6 separate regions of the Mus musculus genome follow, and all the other regions are linked to region 6. Evidence: chromatin contacts called from public Hi-C and HiChIP or PLAC-seq data. All regions are on one chromosome and are shown on one strand. Each heading gives the region's core, a stretch centred on a gene start, on an enhancer-like site or on the middle of the called end of the contact. The rest is flanking DNA. Distances are from core to core; before and after follow the strand shown. Region 1 overlaps Tbc1d1 (TBC1 domain family, member 1). Region 2 has its middle 62 kb from the start of Rell1. Region 3 overlaps Tbc1d1 (TBC1 domain family, member 1). Region 4 has its middle 10 kb from the start of Gm43837. Region 5 overlaps Tbc1d1 (TBC1 domain family, member 1). Region 6 overlaps Pgm2 (phosphoglucomutase 2).

Evidence for each region. Hi-C and Micro-C count contacts between places; a contact is called where the count stands out from the background. HiChIP or PLAC-seq counts read pairs in DNA pulled down with a chosen protein or histone mark.
Region 1: a contact with region 6 is called in a FOXA1 HiChIP or PLAC-seq map of pancreatic cancer cells. The contact joins two enhancer-like sites. A contact is called at or near these places in 2 of 484 Hi-C or Micro-C datasets (adipose-derived mesenchymal stem cells and myocytes), 1 of 115 datasets of contacts at active chromatin or transcription factors (pancreatic cancer cells) and 1 of 9 other capture datasets (liver).
Region 2: a Hi-C map of muscle stem cells shows a contact between it and region 6, with 3 times the contacts expected there. The contact joins two enhancer-like sites. A contact is called at or near these places in 15 of 39 promoter capture datasets (the 3T3-L1 cell line, 3T3-L1-derived adipocytes, the C10 cell line and 12 more), 5 of 15 datasets of contacts at CTCF or cohesin (the NIH/3T3 cell line, embryonic stem cells, large pre-B cells and 1 more), 17 of 484 Hi-C or Micro-C datasets (the G1E-ER4 cell line, Sertoli cells, Th2 cells and 11 more), 4 of 115 datasets of contacts at active chromatin or transcription factors (embryonic fibroblasts, embryonic stem cells and pancreatic cancer cells) and 3 of 9 other capture datasets (adipose tissue, liver and pancreatic islet).
Region 3: a contact with region 6 is called in a FOXA1 HiChIP or PLAC-seq map of pancreatic cancer cells. The contact joins two enhancer-like sites. A contact is called at or near these places in 12 of 39 promoter capture datasets (the C10 cell line, the HPC-7 cell line, HPC-7-derived erythroid cells and 9 more), 4 of 15 datasets of contacts at CTCF or cohesin (the NIH/3T3 cell line, large pre-B cells, pro-B cells and 1 more), 34 of 484 Hi-C or Micro-C datasets (the AML12 cell line, B cells, CD4 T cells and 21 more), 6 of 115 datasets of contacts at active chromatin or transcription factors (astrocytes, embryonic stem cells, epiblast stem cells and 2 more) and 3 of 9 other capture datasets (adipose tissue, liver and pancreatic islet).
Region 4: a contact with region 6 is called in a FOXA1 HiChIP or PLAC-seq map of pancreatic cancer cells. The contact joins two enhancer-like sites. A contact is called at or near these places in 2 of 484 Hi-C or Micro-C datasets (adipose-derived mesenchymal stem cells and myocytes), 2 of 115 datasets of contacts at active chromatin or transcription factors (embryonic stem cells and pancreatic cancer cells) and 1 of 9 other capture datasets (pancreatic islet).
Region 5: a contact with region 6 is called in an HNF4G HiChIP or PLAC-seq map of pancreatic cancer cells. The contact joins two enhancer-like sites. A contact is called at or near these places in 1 of 115 datasets of contacts at active chromatin or transcription factors (pancreatic cancer cells) and 2 of 9 other capture datasets (adipose tissue and liver).

The regions. Positions count from the first base shown.
Region 1 is chr5:64,343,213-64,345,912 of GRCm38.p6, forward strand. Tbc1d1 (TBC1 domain family, member 1) reads left to right here. Exons shown (of 22, transcript NM_001310611.1): 21 at 2,040-2,213. Among named protein-coding and RNA genes, the nearest start is that of Gm43837, 33 kb to the right of the region's middle. Within about 2 kb of position 1,324, at least 168 of the 459 cell types and tissues checked have an H3K27ac peak or open chromatin away from gene starts, as enhancers often do. A contact at or near this core is called in pancreatic cancer cells, where this site is marked.
Region 2 is chr5:63,905,253-63,907,952 of GRCm38.p6, forward strand. It overlaps a transcript of Rell1 not described here. Among named protein-coding and RNA genes, the nearest start is that of Rell1, 62 kb to the right of the region's middle. Within about 2 kb of position 1,414, at least 19 of the 459 cell types and tissues checked have an H3K27ac peak or open chromatin away from gene starts, as enhancers often do. A contact at or near this core is called in muscle stem cells, where this site is marked.
Region 3 is chr5:64,279,078-64,281,777 of GRCm38.p6, forward strand. It overlaps Tbc1d1 (TBC1 domain family, member 1), which reads left to right. Exons shown (of 22, transcript NM_001310611.1): 10 at 254-340; 11 at 2,688-2,700. Among named protein-coding and RNA genes, the nearest start is that of Gm38634, 23 kb to the left of the region's middle. Within about 2 kb of position 1,289, at least 48 of the 459 cell types and tissues checked have an H3K27ac peak or open chromatin away from gene starts, as enhancers often do. A contact at or near this core is called in the HL-1 cell line and pancreatic cancer cells, where this site is marked.
Region 4 is chr5:64,366,319-64,369,018 of GRCm38.p6, forward strand. No RefSeq gene overlaps it. Among named protein-coding and RNA genes, the nearest start is that of Gm43837, 10 kb to the right of the region's middle. Within about 2 kb of position 1,318, at least 85 of the 459 cell types and tissues checked have an H3K27ac peak or open chromatin away from gene starts, as enhancers often do. A contact at or near this core is called in myocytes and pancreatic cancer cells, where this site is marked.
Region 5 is chr5:64,324,790-64,327,489 of GRCm38.p6, forward strand. All of the region lies in intron 17 of Tbc1d1 (TBC1 domain family, member 1), which reads left to right. Among named protein-coding and RNA genes, the nearest start is that of Gm43837, 52 kb to the right of the region's middle. Within about 2 kb of position 1,357, at least 129 of the 459 cell types and tissues checked have an H3K27ac peak or open chromatin away from gene starts, as enhancers often do. A contact at or near this core is called in adipose tissue and pancreatic cancer cells, where this site is marked.
Region 6 is chr5:64,111,223-64,113,922 of GRCm38.p6, forward strand. It overlaps Pgm2 (phosphoglucomutase 2), which reads left to right. Exons shown (of 14, transcript NM_025700.3): 12 at 786-975. Among named protein-coding and RNA genes, the nearest start is that of Pgm2, 20 kb to the left of the region's middle. Within about 2 kb of position 1,374, at least 75 of the 459 cell types and tissues checked have an H3K27ac peak or open chromatin away from gene starts, as enhancers often do. A contact at or near this core is called in the HL-1 cell line, adipose tissue, muscle stem cells and 2 more, where this site is marked.

The DNA.
Region 1 (2,700 bases), core at 74-2,573, 230 kb after region 6:
GTCCAGCTAAGATGGAGGCTTTCCAGGCATGCACCGGAACCTCTGTGAACTGTATCCCTTCACCCCCAGCTCAGTGCGGGGAGGTAGGTGTTACGCCCTGTGTGGGAGGCCAGGAACTGAGGCCCAGAGAGACTGAGTCCCTCAGATCCTCAGGGGCAAAGCTGACTCCCAGCCTGAGCTGTCACCAGGGATGGGAAATGCTAATGGTGCCCACTGAGCCTCTCAGGAACAAAAAGAAATCAGGTAGACGTGACAGCACGGGACTTAGTATTTGCATAGACTAACTTTTGAATCTACTTAGTATTAATCATGGAGTTAACCTGAAAACTAGGAAGCTGAATTTTTTTTTTTAAGACAACTGGGAATGGCAGGAATGTGGCAGGGCTTTGTAGGACAGCTTCAGTGCTCATAGGGAAGGGAACCCTGTAGGGGACCCTAGGGGAAAGCTGGCGTCCCACAGCTAGGAAGGGTGTTGGCTGCATTAGTTAGGAAATGCAGTAGAGTACAGCTTCTGTCCTTCAGAAGCCGCAACTCCATTCTCAGAAGAGTGTTCTAGACTGCCAGACCACCTTGAGAGTTGTGATGGTTGCTTTCGACTGTCAGCTTGCCAAGATAGAATCACCTTAGGACTGGTCTAAGACAGTTTCCAGATTAGGCTAATTAAAGTGAGAAAACTTACCCTAAATTCGGACAGTGCCATCCCAGGAGAGACAGCTCCCGGGAGGAGAAAGGAGACAGTGAACTGAGCTGCTACACTTGGCTCTAGGCTTCCTGGCTGTGCGTGTATTGTACCCAGCCATCTCAGGCTTCTGCCACCTCAGGCTCCAGATACCTCAGGCTCCAGACACCTCAGCCTCCAGACACTCCTGTCTCCTGTCACCTCAGACTCCAGACACCCCTGTCTCCTGCCACCTCAGGCTCCAGACACCTTAGCCTCCTGCCACCTCAGGCTCCAGACACCCCTGTCTCCTGCCACCTCAGGCTCCTGCCACATCAGGCTCCAGACACCTCAGGCTCCAGACTCCTCTGTCTCCTGCCACCTCAGGCTCCAGACGCCCAGGCTCTCCACCTCATGAACTGGGCCAAAATAAACCCTTTGTTCTTTGTTACTTTCATTGACCATTTTGTCACAGCAGTATCAGGAAAGTACCTGTTATAGGCCTCTGCTGGGTGACTTCAGCCTGCAGGCTTACCTTATTGGAGAGAGGGCATTGCAGTGAGCAGCAGTCTGCTGACTCACACTGGGCCCACTCCAGCCCTGTCGCTCTTCCTCCTCAGGAGAAAGTGCAGACACTGCCCCCTGGGTGGCGTCTGCACTTTGGGCTTGTTTCACAAGTGTGGCTCTGTTGTCACTGTTGCTGTTAAAGGAAGAGAGCCGGCTCTGCTCATCCATGTGTGAGTGACAGTTGGGATTGGCTCATTTCTGCAGATCTGGGTCAAGAGGACTTTTTCTATAAACAGTCCCATTACTTTGTCATTCTTACAATTCTTAAAAACCCAGCTGAATTGTAACTAAATGTGGTGACCTTGCAAACAGAACATGAGTCCTTTGTCACATTTAACCTATAGTCAGCGTATTTCATAGCATTTGCAGGGAAAGCCGCTAAGAACTACAGTTTTGAAAGTCTTGTCTGTGCCCCTGAGTGCCTGGTGCCTATGAAGGCCAGAAGAGGGTGTCAGCTCCCCTGGGAACTGGAGTTACAGCTAGGAGCCACCAGTGGGTGCTGAGAATTATACCTGAATCTTCGAGAAGGGCAGCCAGTGCTTTTAACTGCTGAGCTGTCTCTCTAGGCCTTGAAAAGTTTTTTTGTTTTTTAAATCTTTTTGGCCTTGTAGAAGCGTGTTAGAACCTATATTTATTCTTTTCCTTTGCAATTACCTCTAGGTGTTTGTTGTCCTCACCGTGTAAAACCATTGACCTTGTCAGAGCTGAGTTTTCTCCTCTCCGTGTGCTTCCACGCGTGCGCGTGAGCACAGGTACCTGTGCCCGTGGGAGGCCTGTCTCAGTGACTCAGCCTGGTGGCTTCTCTACCCAACAGGTGTTTGAGATGGACATCGCCAAGCAGCTCCAGGCCTATGAGGTCGAGTACCACGTGCTCCAGGAGGAGCTTATTGAGTCCTCGCCTCTCAGTGACAACCAAAGAATGGAGAAATTGGAGAAAACCAACAGCAGCTTGCGCAAACAGAACCTTGACCTCCTGGAGCAGTTGCAGGTAGAGCATATTTGCCGAGCGGCTTCCCGAGCCTCTGTGTAGTCGCTCATTAACTCACCAAAGGCACCAGCAGCCCGGGCTTTCCCAGGACCGCAGGACCTTTCCCACCCCGCGCTCTTTGTAGTTGCGATCAGAGGTGTCCCAGGAGAATCAGCCCTTTTATTGCAGAGCAGACAGTGTCCTTGCCACGGTCAGACAGTCCAGGAGCTTTCTGAGAGGCTCTTTCTACACTAAGCTTTGCAGGAGACCAGCTTGGCCCCAGATGCTGACTGCCAACAATTGTGCTTTGAATAATGATGAGAGAGTCTTAAGCTTTTGTTGCCTGGGGGGGAAACAGGCCAGGTCCTTGGAGAGATACTGAAGGAAGGAAGTAACTTAGAAATCTATCTAACGAACTAAATCAGAACAGTTGATGCTTATTTATAAGTCTGATTCGGATGCGAAGGTTTATTAAGCGGCATAGTTCTCCTGTACACCCCGCCCCCAT
Region 2 (2,700 bases), core at 164-2,663, 210 kb before region 6:
CATCTCTAAAGTGATAAAGTGACCCTTTCCCACTTACATCATCAATTATCACCCATCATTAAAATTACAATACAGAGGCACTTATCTGGAACAAACTTTATCCCCTTTATTTCATCCCATACTGACCGGTGCACACACAGGAGTTGACCCCACTTAGACTTTTAGGTCACATCACCCTTAAAGTGAGTAGCTCATATTAAGGTGACTCTTTCTTTTAGCGTTCCTTCTTCACAAGGTAATCATGTTGAGGGCCCGTGGGATCTTAAAGGGTCATTAGGCTGTGGAGGCTCCACTCTCAAGAACAAACTGTTTATTTCTCAAGTAACAGCATCAGGTCTCAAGACAGAATTAAGGAGTGAGTTGTGTCTTGTGGGGTTGCATTGGTTACCCTGAGAGCGGTTTTTCCTCTTCTCTGAGTCTTCCTTGGCCCGTCTCACAAACCCTCCTGCTACAGTGATGGTGCACCTGCCATTGTCCAGTGAACATCAAGGGCTTTATTAAATGTGGCTGCTAAGCTCAGACTTTTCAACCTCCCAAACTTGGGAGCAGTTAAGCCTTTTATCCTTTGAAACCATTCGACCCCAGGTATTTTGTTTATAGCCATACAAAACAGTGGCACCAATACCCACTAAAACAGCAGTGCCTTCTGGGAGTTTACGGGCAGGCTATGGCACGCATCACGATTTTGTGTGAATTTTCTACTCCTTAAAAAAGCACAAAGGGATCCCTACAGCAAGCTGGGTAGCTAGACTAATTAAATCAGTGGTGCCTGGGTTTAGTTAGAGAACCCAATGAAGTAAAGAGAAATTTAAGACACTCAGTATTAACATATGCATGCCCACACACATGAGAATGTACAACACACAGGCATGTCACACACACACACACACACACACACACACACACACACACCACATCCACATGCAAAAGTAAACCAACAAGCAAATCCACTGTGCAAACGATGGCTCGGGAAAATGCTAAGCCTCAAAGAAGCCAAGAGCCTGGTTCCCAGCATACAGCGTGAGTGGCAGAGGTAAGGCTCAGCTCTACATCGAAGGTCAAGCTATCTCTCTGAGTCCCAATTGCTTAGTCACACCATTTCTATGACAGCATTTAGGGCCTGAGGTTCTCTCCACAGTCATTCCTGCCTTCATCTGTGTTCACAGGCACTGTCTGGCCTCAGACAGTGAGGAAGCGTTTGAAGGGAAAAACAAGATAGATTGACAGGGTCAGAAAAAAAATGATCAGGAAAAAAAAACCAAACTCGCTCCTTTACTCCCATTAGCTAGCTAGTGATATCCTTTATTTTTAAAGGTTTATTCATTCTGCCAACACATCACGGGGGCTCTGCACACCAGTACACACAAATGGCCGGATCATGCCCCACTGCAGTTCCTACATCCAACCAGAAGAGGGGGCCAAAGTGCTATCTCTGTGTAAGGTGGATGCTCAGCGTCAAACACTTGGCTACAAAGCTCCAAGTTGCGGGGACCCCATTTGTAAGTCCCCTAACCTTCACTTTTTCAACTGTAAGTTTTGGATAGCGCAAGGCTGGCCAGCAAGACAAACTTGAGAAGGAATTGCAGAAGTGTGCAAAACCATAAACAGTGCCCCACCCCCAAAACCATAGATCCTCCAGGAGCCCAGATACAGAGAGCACTGACCAGGGGATCCAGACTGGCCATGATTTGCCACATTCCCAACCCTGACAGTGCCTGTGAACACAGATGAAGGCGGGAATGACTGTGGAGAGAACCTCAGGCCCTAAATGTGCATGCCTGCATTGAAAACGTTCTTATATAGTAAGAGTGGTGTTTCCTACAAAGTTGAAAATAACATAAGGTTAAAATGAATGGAACAAGTACGGAGTCAGAGGTACCGTGTGGACTTGGACTCTTAGCACACAGAAACACAAAGATGTGTATACTATATGGATTACTATACAGAGGGCAGAGGCTGCGACACCCAGTATCAATGAGCACAGCTTGTGTCCTTATTTTAAAAAATACCATTCTCTAGCAAAATGACTTAGGGCTCCTTAGATTCGCAGTTGGTCCTAAGGATGGGATGTTGAGGTTTGGTCTGTTGCTATGAATTGTAATGCTAAGTGTGAGGGGAGCAAGACTTGGTTGTCCCAGAGAGTCCCCACATAGATTCAAGTTATTTCTGATTAGTGAATAAAGATGCCTACAGCCTATAGCTGGGCAAAATTGAGATAGGTGGGGGCTTAGTGTTCCCGGCAGCATTGGAGTTGGAGATGATCACAAGGGGAGAGAGAAAGGTGGAGAGGGGAGTAAGATGCCCTGGGTTAGGAGTCAAGAAAGCACAGCCCTGAGGGCTGGCCAACTGGAGTTAAGAGCAGCCCATGTGAAACAGTAATAACTCAGGGTTATCAACAGGAAATATATTTTAACAGCATAGAAGGTAGATATTTGCCCAGCTGTGCTGTTTAAGGCTTGTAAATATAAAGGTTCCCTGTGTCTTTTATCTAGGAAAAAAAAATGGTCAAAGTCAGGGTAGAAACCTCAAATTGAGATTAAATATTTTCTACAACACTGGGGCAAGGAACAAGAAAACAAGAAGAGCCTGGGGCACCGTCTGGGCCAGAACGTAGTAAGGGGCTAGAAATAGGCGAGACAGAGGAGCGTGGGGGAAGTGGGGAGAGAGAGCACCGTGCCAAAGGCATCAATCTGTAAGAGC
Region 3 (2,700 bases), core at 39-2,538, 170 kb after region 6:
GGGGATCATGATAGATGTATTAGGCCACCTTGCTGTCTGTTGTCCCCAGCAAATGACTGATCCATGGGGCTCTGTGGATCATCTAGGTTGGTATGATTCTTAAAATGATGACAGAAATGTGATGGTTAGTGCAGGGTTGTGCTGAGCTGTGCTTGTCAGTGAGTTTATTTTCCGGGCTTATTTAACAAGGCCAGGCTGCTTCCAGATGCTGATGACTTTGGGGCTGTGGCTCAACTGCCTTTTCTCTTCGTAGGGTAATAAAGCCAGAGGCCTGCAGGACCATTCCGCCAGTGTGGATCTGGACAGCTCCACTTCTAGTACTCTAAGTAACACCAGCAAAGTAAGCATGTTTCTTTCAGTGGTCCCCTGAAGATGCAGCCAACAGGCCTGCCCATCTTGACTCTACACAGCTATCAGGACAAAAAAGCCCATGCCCCTCTAGTCATAAAACACTTAGTGCTTCCAGACTTCTCTACAAGTAGAGGGCAAGCTGTGTGAAAAGTTTTAAATAAAAAGGCCAATAACTATTGCTATAAACAGAGAATCAAGATCATATTTTTAGACAGATGAGACCTGATCTGTAACAACCATGGGCTTCTTATCCAAAGTAGAGTTTGTAATAATAAAAGATTGAGACAGCTTCAAAGGTGGGGAGGGGGTTGTGAATTCAGGGAATTGTGCAGCAGAAATTCCTGAGACTGTGGCCTGTAGCTGATCCCATGACCGTGAGAAAACATGATTGTTTTGTTTGAATAAGCAGCCAAGCCTTGCCCCGTGGTCTGCCGCAGGACACAGGTATGATGCATTGCCCGACCGCCTTCTGTGGTGACACACCTACTTGTCCCCTTGCTTTCTATCTTGTTCCAGGGTCATTTACACGTGACGGGACCTGGTTTATTTAACCCTATGACTGCCAGTCAGGAGGCAGCCTTCCTCCATATTGTCAGCATGCTCTGATGTAAGAACAAGGAAGCTTATGAGCCCCAGCCCCTCACCAAAGCTCTGTCCTAGACTTGAAGTTTTCAAAGGCTTCAGATCCTCGCCAACAATAAGAAAGACATTTAACATTTGACATAGTTTGCAAATACACATAGCCCTCCCACACAAAATGAAAATGAGTTAAAATGAAAGCACTCTCTGGATAATGGGCTGCATACACTGTTATTTCTGCTCATTTATTTTTAAGATGCTCCTGGCAAGCCACTAAATTGATATTACTACCTACTGGGGTGTGTAGTGTGTGGTTTGAGACTCATTCCTTTAGATGAGCATGACTCAGACTTTAAGCTGCCTCTGTGCTTCACTTGTTCTGGCTGGGATCTCAATGCTGACACCGCTCGGCAGCAAGACCGTGTCGCTGCTCCTGCTGCTTTTGTAGCTGGCGTTGTGCCGGAAGACCTGGAAGTCAGTCTTCTCCATGTAGCGTTCTAAGTTAAGGCACAGCAGGCCACATCATCATCCAGCCTTCACAGGACACACACTGATTGTACTTCCACGTTCAAGTGTGCAAATGTCAAGTGCTGCTGGTCACCTATTGTAAAAAGATGGCTGGGTCCATAGGTGAGAAGGTACAGTTGAACAAGTAAACCCCACATGAGGGGGAGTGTGACGAGACGAGAGCTGCAGACAACAGATACTGGTGGCTTGGACCTCAGAGGAGTGAGGGGAAGAGGTGTGGTTTGGTAGTAGAAAGCTTGGAGAAGGGAAGGTACTGATGCTACGAATTAAATCCTGTGGAAAGCCTGGGCATTGTGCCAAGGAAGTAGCCAGGGAGTCGGAATTTCAGATACCTTAGTGTTGATTATGAAGTTCTTAAGACTCCCATCCTTTGTTTTTATGTGTCCCCTCCATCCCCTTTTCTGGTTTTGTACCTAGCTCAAGGTGACCTTGATGGCCCAGAACTCCTGATCCTCTGACCTCTGCCTTCAAGGGCAGAAATTATAGGCATGACCACCAAGGTTGATTTGTTAGGACTCTTGTTGAATGTTTGAGCATACAGTAAGGAGGGAGTACTCAGTGAAACTTTAGCTTATTTCTGTAGCATCAGTCGGAATACAAGCCACTTTAAAGTGGTCTCATCTTGCTTAATTCAGGAAATGGTGCAGTGAATTTTCACTGTACTCTTACAGAGGCAGACAGTGGAATGCAGCAAGAAGTTAAATGACTTCCCCTGAATTATGGCAAGTCACATGTGATAAACATGTCTTTACTCCAGGCAGAACATACAGTATAGTTTTAGCATCAAGAGTGCCAAGTTAAATCTCAACATTAGATCAGAGTCAGAAAGAGCCTTGAACTGTAGGTAAACATCCATGAACATACTAGGCAAAGATAAAGAAGTTGGTTAAGTGGTGGGAACTCTCCATACAGGACCATACTTCCTATAAGCCTGTGAAAAGCCTGTTCTCTGGAGTTAGCAATCTGGTCATGGTATTTGAGCAGTCAGTGCTGCAGCTTGTGAACTTCATTATTATTTTTGGAACTTTCCCCATCTTTGCAGGAAGCAAGAACTTGTCTCTGAGAAGCAGGTGTTATTATATAACAGCTTTAATACCCTTATATCTTTGGTAACCTCTAGATGACATTCTAGTGAGACAGTCCTATGAATGTAATGTATCTGTGTGCTTAGATTGCCAGTCCCCCCATTCCCCTGTCACATATCTAATCTGCTGTCTGTCTGCTGTTAGGAGCTGTCCATGG
Region 4 (2,700 bases), core at 68-2,567, 260 kb after region 6:
TGTGCACTCCAGAACTCTGAAGAATAATTGTAAAGGAAGGGCAGGCTGCCCAACAGCGACCGAATGGATGACTGAGGAGTGGACGACTGGGGAAGGCCCTGGAGGGCTTGAGAGAACATGGAGCTCTATGGCTTACAGACACAAGTTGGTGGATGCAGTTGTGAGTTAAGCTTGCCTTCCGAGTGACACTGACCTTGGTCATGCAAGTTGCTGGGGCTCTAAAAGAAGAAAAGATTTTAGGAAAAAGAAAAAAAAACTTTTAAGAAATGCAACATTCAGCTGAAACTTGGAAGAGGAGTCTAAACATTACTTTGGCTCGTAGCTTAGTGCACGAAAGTAGAGTGAGAGACCAGTTCGCAGAAAAGGGTTAGTTTTGAAACTCTACTGTGTGTAAAAAAGACAGCCAGAAAGCAGCTCAAGTCAACCTCATGTGTAACCGCAGCATCAGAAAAACATGAGGCAGGGGCAGTTGGCAGGAGGCATGTCTATCTGTCTTCCATCAGTCTGTCTATCTATCTATCTATCTATCTATCTATCTATCTATCTATCTATCATCACTTAACTATTACAAATTTACCCCCATGAAAGCAATAGGGGCAGAAACCTGAGTTTTGTGGGTCTCTGTTATGGTAATCTTCATTCTCACCTTGGCCGGATTCAGAATTACATAGGAGCCACTCTGTGACTGTGTTCCCCAAAGGGCTAACTGAGAAGAAAATAGCCCTAAATGTGGGAAGCACCATCTCTTAGGGTCCTGGACTGAAAAGGCAAAGTGGGGGTGAGGTGGGGTGGGGTGGGGGAGGCTGAGCACCAGCTTCCATCTCTCTGCTTCTTGACCACGGTCTCCTGCCTTGCCTTTCCTGCCACAACAGATCGCATGCTTCCCTACCAATGAACTTTTCTTCTTAGGTTTCTTTTGTTAGGGAGTCTATCAGAGCAATGAGAAACATAACAGTCTCCTGATGTCATTTTAAGTGTTATCTACAACAGGGAGAACTCTGCTGTCCCCCTCAATGACTAAGTCAGGCTTACAACTTCTGGGTTGGGTTGAGGCAATTAAAAAAAAAAAAGCCTTTGAATTGGAAAAAAAAAGCCTTCTTTCAGATTTTAGCTTTTCAAGTCTAAAGTAATAGTTAAACACCGAACCGGAGTTAACCTTAAATCTTCTCTTTTCTCTCTTGGCATTGACTCCCTCCTCCTGGAAGTCTGCCCTGGGAAGCTTGCTCCTCCTCCTCCCCTCTCTCAGCTCACCTCCTCCCCTTGCTGGGCGCCATTCCCCTGCATGCCTGGAACGCAGCCCAGCGAGGAGAGCGGTGACAGAACAAGAGTCTTCTCTCACGTGTCAGGGTGGCCCAAGCCTTTTGGGCTGGGCAGCTGGCCTCCCTGGAGAGACCTGGCAGCCCATGAAAGCTGACCCTGTCAGAGGCCTCCAGCCGGGCAGCTTTCTCTGTCTATCCCCTGACTTGGGCTGAAGAGTCTCTGTGCCTCAGGGTGGCCTTATGTGACTCCTTCCCCAGCTGCAGGGATTCTTATGGGCTAAAAACCAGCCTCTTTCCATTGAGGTCTTCTGTTCAGGCCCACAGGTCCCAAGGCCATGGTGGCCTTACCAGTGACCTTTCCCACGGGGACCCATATCTGATGTGGGGACGTCTCTTGCTCTGTCACCAGTGGTCATCACTAACATTTGAATGTCACATTACCCATCACTGTCCTATGACCACATCTACTATCTAGTGACATTAATGTTCACCGCCACCTGCAGGACAGGTGAATCTGGCAAGCTGTATCTGTGACATTGGCTCTAAACTTCTGCCTGCCGTTTGTACACCATGAGACACCACATGGATGTTTCACTTACCACTGACTCTGTTGCAGAAGCAGAAACCAGGAGAGTGAGCCTTTATAGACCAGGAAGAACTTACCATGAGGCTTTGAGCAGTTCAGGAGTATCTCTGGGTCTCAGTTTTCCCAACTAGCAAATGGGGTGGACTTGTTATCATCTGGGTCGTTTCTCACACTAAAATTCCATGACCTAACCCAGCTCTAGCATAAAGAATGGCATGGAGGGGTGTGGAACTAGAGGATGAAAGGACTGCATAGGATCGTGGCCACAGCCAGGCTCAGAGAGACTGGTATAAATGCCCCTGAAATCTTTAACATGACAAAAGGTTAAGTACATACTTAAAATGCCTTGAAATCTAGGTCTTTGATAATTGCTTCTTTTTAGCTCTAAAGAGAAGGCTCAATAACAGGAGAGGCTTCAGCACATTGTTTCAAGCGAGACCCTTAAAACATTTGCTCTTCTGACTCATTAACTCCGCACCAGAAATAGATTCAAAGAACCCATCAGAAGCATACACAAAGATTTATTCACAGGAGTGTGATTCATGGTCATCTTCATGGTAGTATAAACTACAAGCTACTCCTTTTATTCCATCTGTGCTCACAGGATACATCCTCAGAGAGGGTTTCCAACTGCACCTGCGTCAGGTCTGGGGAGATGGCTCTGTTGGCAACCTGCTTGCTGTATAAGTGTGAGGACAGGAATTTGGTCCCCTAGAGCACATGTTAAAAACAAAATGAGCTAGGTGAGTGTAATGGTGCCAACCTCTAATCCCAGAACTCAGGAGGCAGAGGTAAGCAGATCTCTGTGAGTTCAAGGTCACTTTGGTCTACATAGAGTGCTCCAGGACAGCCCAG
Region 5 (2,700 bases), core at 107-2,606, 210 kb after region 6:
CATTAAGTCTGTTCATTGACACAGAACTCTGGTTCAGCTCAGTAATTCATATTTTCCAAGGGATGCTTTACAGTACACTGAAGGAGCAACCTGGGAGACACATCGGCTTGGATTGGCTACAGGAGAAACACACAAGCTTGGTTTGCTTTTAGAAGCAGTCTCTGGGCTGTGGTGTACAAACAGAACTTGTCAGAATAATTGTAGAAAACTGTGTGTTGGCAGTTTCGTCTTGGAAAGTGGGCAGTGCCTTGGTTCTGGAATAGCTTTTAAAACGCAGAAAGGAAGCAGTGTATTGGATTTGCAGTTTCCATGGAAAAGACCTCGCTGACTTAGAATGTAATTATGTGGAACAAGAGACCCTCTGACTGTTGGTGGCTGAGCAGCGATGGAGCCCTGCCTTCCTACTTGCTCCCAAGGCCTGTCTCTGCTGGGGGGAGCTAGCTCCGTGGCCTTCCCGAAGGCCAGTTCTGGATGCTGAGGATGTCGTCCCCCCTCCCCAGGACATGCGCCTGTCTCTGCTCAGTGCACTGCACTGCCCATTCTGTGGGTCTTTCCCCGTGTTACAGCCGCAGTGGAGACGGTGAGCTGGGTCAGGCCGGAGTCAGAGCCACACACAGTATCTTCATGCTTGGAAAAGTCCCTCAGACTACTCTGCAGGGCTGGCTTTGAATGTCATCCTCAGAACTGTCCTGACTGTAGCTTCTCCGCCCACAGGCCAAGCCCACCCTTCCTAACCCACACTCTTTCTCCCTGGTACTCAACTACTGCAGTGATTATTATTATTATTATTATTATTATTGCTGTTATTGTTTAATGCTAACACTTAACTTTACCTTGAGTTGAATGTTGTATGAAATTTACTCAATCCATTTCTTTTCATTTTCACAACAGTACACATAGACAAGTGCAGAGAGGTTACATAACTTGTTCATGATCTCATAACTAATTTGCATGAGAACTGTGTTCATCCCCTCCTAGCCCCTACCTCTGCTCAGCAGGATGGTGCCCTCCATGGGCTGCACTTGGGCTGTATTAGAGTGTACTCTCAACTCCAAGGACAGTGCCCGACACATAGTAGGTACTCAATGTATCTTTGCCATGTTGATGGCGAGGCACTGAGCAGTCAAGTGGCATGGCCATCAGCGCAGAGGTGCAGGGACCTATCCACCATCATTCTGACAGCCTAAGACTTCCAAGCCCTACAGGCTCCATGGTGCTAAGAGATGCCAGTACTGGGCAGGTGAAGGGGGAGGCTGACTGGCATGGCCAATCGATCTCCAGCCAAAGCCCATCTGGCCTGGTGACCCTGTGGAGGATATTTGTACATTATCAGCAGCTGAATTTGTTAGTGTGGTAACAGAACAGTGGCATCGTGTTCCTGTTCTGTGAGGTGAACTGAAAACTGACCTGGGGGTAGGGGTGTGGAAAGGAGTGGCAGGTCTCTCTCCTGCCTTCTCCACTCCCCCATGGCACAGGAGGAGAGGAAACACAAGAAATTTTGCTCCCTGTTTTGCATTTTCTTCCTTTGGCTTCTTGTCTGCATTCCCCTTACTCTTCCTGGACAGGTCAGCCCTCTGCCTCTGACTGCTTGAATGTCATCCCTTTTCTGCAGAAAGAGAATGAAGTCCAGATTGGCCACACTCCCCTGCCCCTGCCCCCTCCCTCCCCAGCCAGCCCTCTCCCTAGGAAGCACTGTTTGTCTGAGCCCCAGCTCACTGGCCTTTCCCCTAGAAAACAGCGCCTGATTCACATCCTCTCTGCCCCTGTTCAGCCCCACCCTCTCCCTTCTGCTTCCAAGGCCAGCTGCACACAGCCCCCACTCTGTTGGCCCTCCTTTTTTCTCACCTCTGGCCCAGTGCTGGCCTGGCCTCCACTTTGGATGACCTCCAGCATCCTCCCAGGGGCCTGAAGAGCCTCTATTTGCAGCAATCTGTGTCGCGACTTACCTCCACCAGGGTCCTAGGGTTTATCCAGGGATCCTGCCAGCATCATTTTGTCCCTATGTGAACCAGACATCCTGGTTGCTGACCTAGACCCAGTGGTGAAGTCTGGCAGCCTTCTGCAGGACTCCTGTTCTTCTGTGAGTCGACATCAAATAAGGCCTAGCATGGTAGGCCTCCAGCTCTGGCCATGACATGTGTCACCATCTTTTGTTTAGTCCACACTGTGTATCTTGTCTGTTGTGTATATTCCGTCTGTACTGTGGCGGTCTGGGCCCAGTAGAGGTGTGTGGTGTAGAGTGATGGCACAGTCCATGCCTTTCAGTGTAGCTTTCCTACAGTAAGCGGCTGGAGGAAGAACACCACAGGGGAGAAGGACTTTGGCTTTTCAGTGGTTTGCTTTCTGTCTCTTGGTTTATGAGACTGGCCTTTTACTTTTTGTAACAGCTTTTTGTAAGACTTGTTCCTTCAAAGAATAAAAACAGTAGACTTTATCGTTTGGTCATATTCTCTAGTTTACAAAATGTGATTTCAGCTGTGGCCTGGCTTCATCTTTACCCAGCCTGTTGTGGACTGTGTGGCCCAAGGACTGGAGGAAGTACTTTGGCAGCTCTGTGCAGAGCTCCTTAGCCTCACTGCTTGTCCCGCTGGCTCTGTTTCCTGCTTTCTTACATCTTGCCCTCTGCCTTTCCCTTAGTATAGACTGCAGCCAGCCAGGAGAAAGCTGCTGCCAGGCTCAGCAGGTGCCATGGGGCTTTCT
Region 6 (2,700 bases), core at 124-2,623:
TCATGCCTGTAAGGCAAGCACTTCACCGGCTGAGCTATCTCTTCTGCCCTGGACCTCTTTTTTGTCTTCTTTTAAAATGTATTCACCTTTATTTTATGTGTATGGGTGTTTCGACTGCATGTCTCCATGCACCGTGTGTATGCCTGGTGCCTGCAAAGGCCAGAAGAGGTCATCGGGTCTCCTGAAATTGCTATGATGTGTGTGAAGCTGCAGATGTTTGTGAACCACAATGAGGGAGCTGAGACTCAAACCTGGGTCCTCTGGAAAAGTAGCTCATGCTATTAATCACTGAGCCATCTCTTCAACCCCTTTACTTGTTTTTAACATTTATTTATTGTTTGTGTGTGTGTATGTGGTATGTGCATATGTGTGTGTGTGTATATCTATATCTCTCTACCTATCTCTCTCTCTCTCTCTCTCTCTCTCTATATATATATATATATATATATGTATATATATATATATATATTGTGTATATATGAGTGGGTACACACGTGCCACCAAACACATGGAAGTCAGAGGACAACTGAGGAATTGTTTCTCTCCTTTTATTATGTGTGTTCCAGGGATCCACTAAGGTTGCTATGCTTGGCAGCAATCACCCTTACCCACTGAAGCATCATGCCAGCCCCAGCTTCTTCTTTAATGTTAACTCATCTTTTTGAAGTTGGTTAGAGTTCCCTGTTTCACTCACTTTAGAGTGAGCTAGTTGGCACACATCTTGCCATACATTCTGCAGAATTTTTGTGGCTCATTTTGCTTACATTCATGGTTTCTTTTTATAGGTACGGCTATCATATTACCACAGCTTCATATTTTATCTGCCATGATCAGGGCACAATTCAAAACTTATTTGGAAACCTGAGAAACTATGACGGGAAGAATAATTATCCCAAAATGTGTGGCAAGTTTGAAATCTCTGCTATCAGGGACCTTACAACTGGCTATGATGATAGCCAGCCTGACAAGAAAGCTGTAAGTCACATTTACTTCTGTCAACTAATCTATTCTGTGTTCACCATTGCCTACCATTTGAATAGATTCCTTTATTTCCATGGTTGATTGAAAATTCAGGCTGGATGTGTATAGCTTGGGGGTAGGCTGCTTGCCTGGCACATGACAAGGCCTTGGGTTAGGCCCCTAGCATCAGATAAAGAATAAACAAATAAAATAGGATATGTGGGAAAAACTAGAAGCCATGAGTTAGAAATGCAAGTGATCTCACTAGTCATTTGATGACTAATGACATTCCAAGCCATCCTCCCACAGGCAAAGAAATGGTGACTCAGAAGGGCAGTGACTGGTCAGGGTCCAGGTGGAGGAGAAGCCTTTTGACTCTGGACCCAGCTTTTTCTCTTCACCAGAACACGTCACTCCAGAGAGTATCTGAGTCACCCACACCAAGAGGACGGGTGACTAACCAGAATTAGCCGGATATGATGACACATACCTATAAATCTTTAAATCCCTACACTTGGAGAACAAGACAGGAGCATCATAAGTCTGAGTTTGAGACCAGCTTGGGTTATTATGACATCCTGTCACAAGCAAACAGTGCTGAAAGCCACCCTGGAGTCTCTCATTGCGTAGCTCGGGGCTAAGAATGAAGAATTCGCATGTCTAATTAGATTCCAGATGACTCGAGACTGGTCCACTCTGGGGGAACCACTGATAAGTGGCTTTCTGATGTGTTTGGCCTTGTTCTCTGGTTGCATGTGGCCTAGCTGCAAATGTTTGCATCAGGATCTCCCTTAGAGCCAGAGGTAGCAGAAGTGTAGAGCCGGCCATGCCCAGGTTAGGAGGACAGCAGGAATATCCTGACGGAATTTTAGATGTCTTCCTTGATATTTACCTTTTTGTATTTTGTTTCAAATTTTTCATATGAACAGAATATATTTATAAGAGGTAAATGCTATTAGAAAGATTATAGTGAAGTGTGACATTTTATTGTCACACTGAGACAACCAACCACCTTTCCTCTCAATCGTTTCTCCTGCTGCTTGCCATGGAACTTTTTCCTGTCTCATGGAGATAAAGAATCCATGCATAGACTTCCTACATACAGAAGCCCTGTGCCTGGCGTCAGGAATCGTCCCTGAGCCTTGATTATGATGGTTAACCATTACCATGATCTGAGTTTCTCAGTAGCTTCTTCAGAGTCCTGCCCTTCTGTACATGAAAAGTTACGTTCCTATAACCAGTTAGGGTTATTTGTTTTGTATATGATTGTATCTTGGTTGTCTGGATTTTTATGCCAAATGTCACTAGTCCTCCCTAATAGTTCTCGGTGACATTTTTTTTACTGCTCCCAGGTCCCAGCTGTTATGTGGCCCCTGTCTGTGTCCATTGGTCTTCCTCCACCCCTCCATGCAGCTGGATCATCCTCTGGATTGAGCGCACAGCTGTCCTCCTCAGAATGCCGTTTGCCAAGGCTGAGACCCTCACTCCTGAACTCATGGCTTCTTCCTGTCTTCATTTTCCTACATCACATCTTCTAAGTGTTTTCTGGGACGGTGAAAGTAAAGCTGGGGAGGCCTCAGGGCTGAACATGTCTTGCCTTTCTCACATTCCCCAGCCTCAGAGTTTGAAAGCACTGTTCCATTACTGTCCGGTAACCAGACTCTATCTTCAGGATCTACTCATCTTTGTAGTGATGGATGTGTGATGCGTACAAAGACGTTAACACCGTTCTCGCCATTC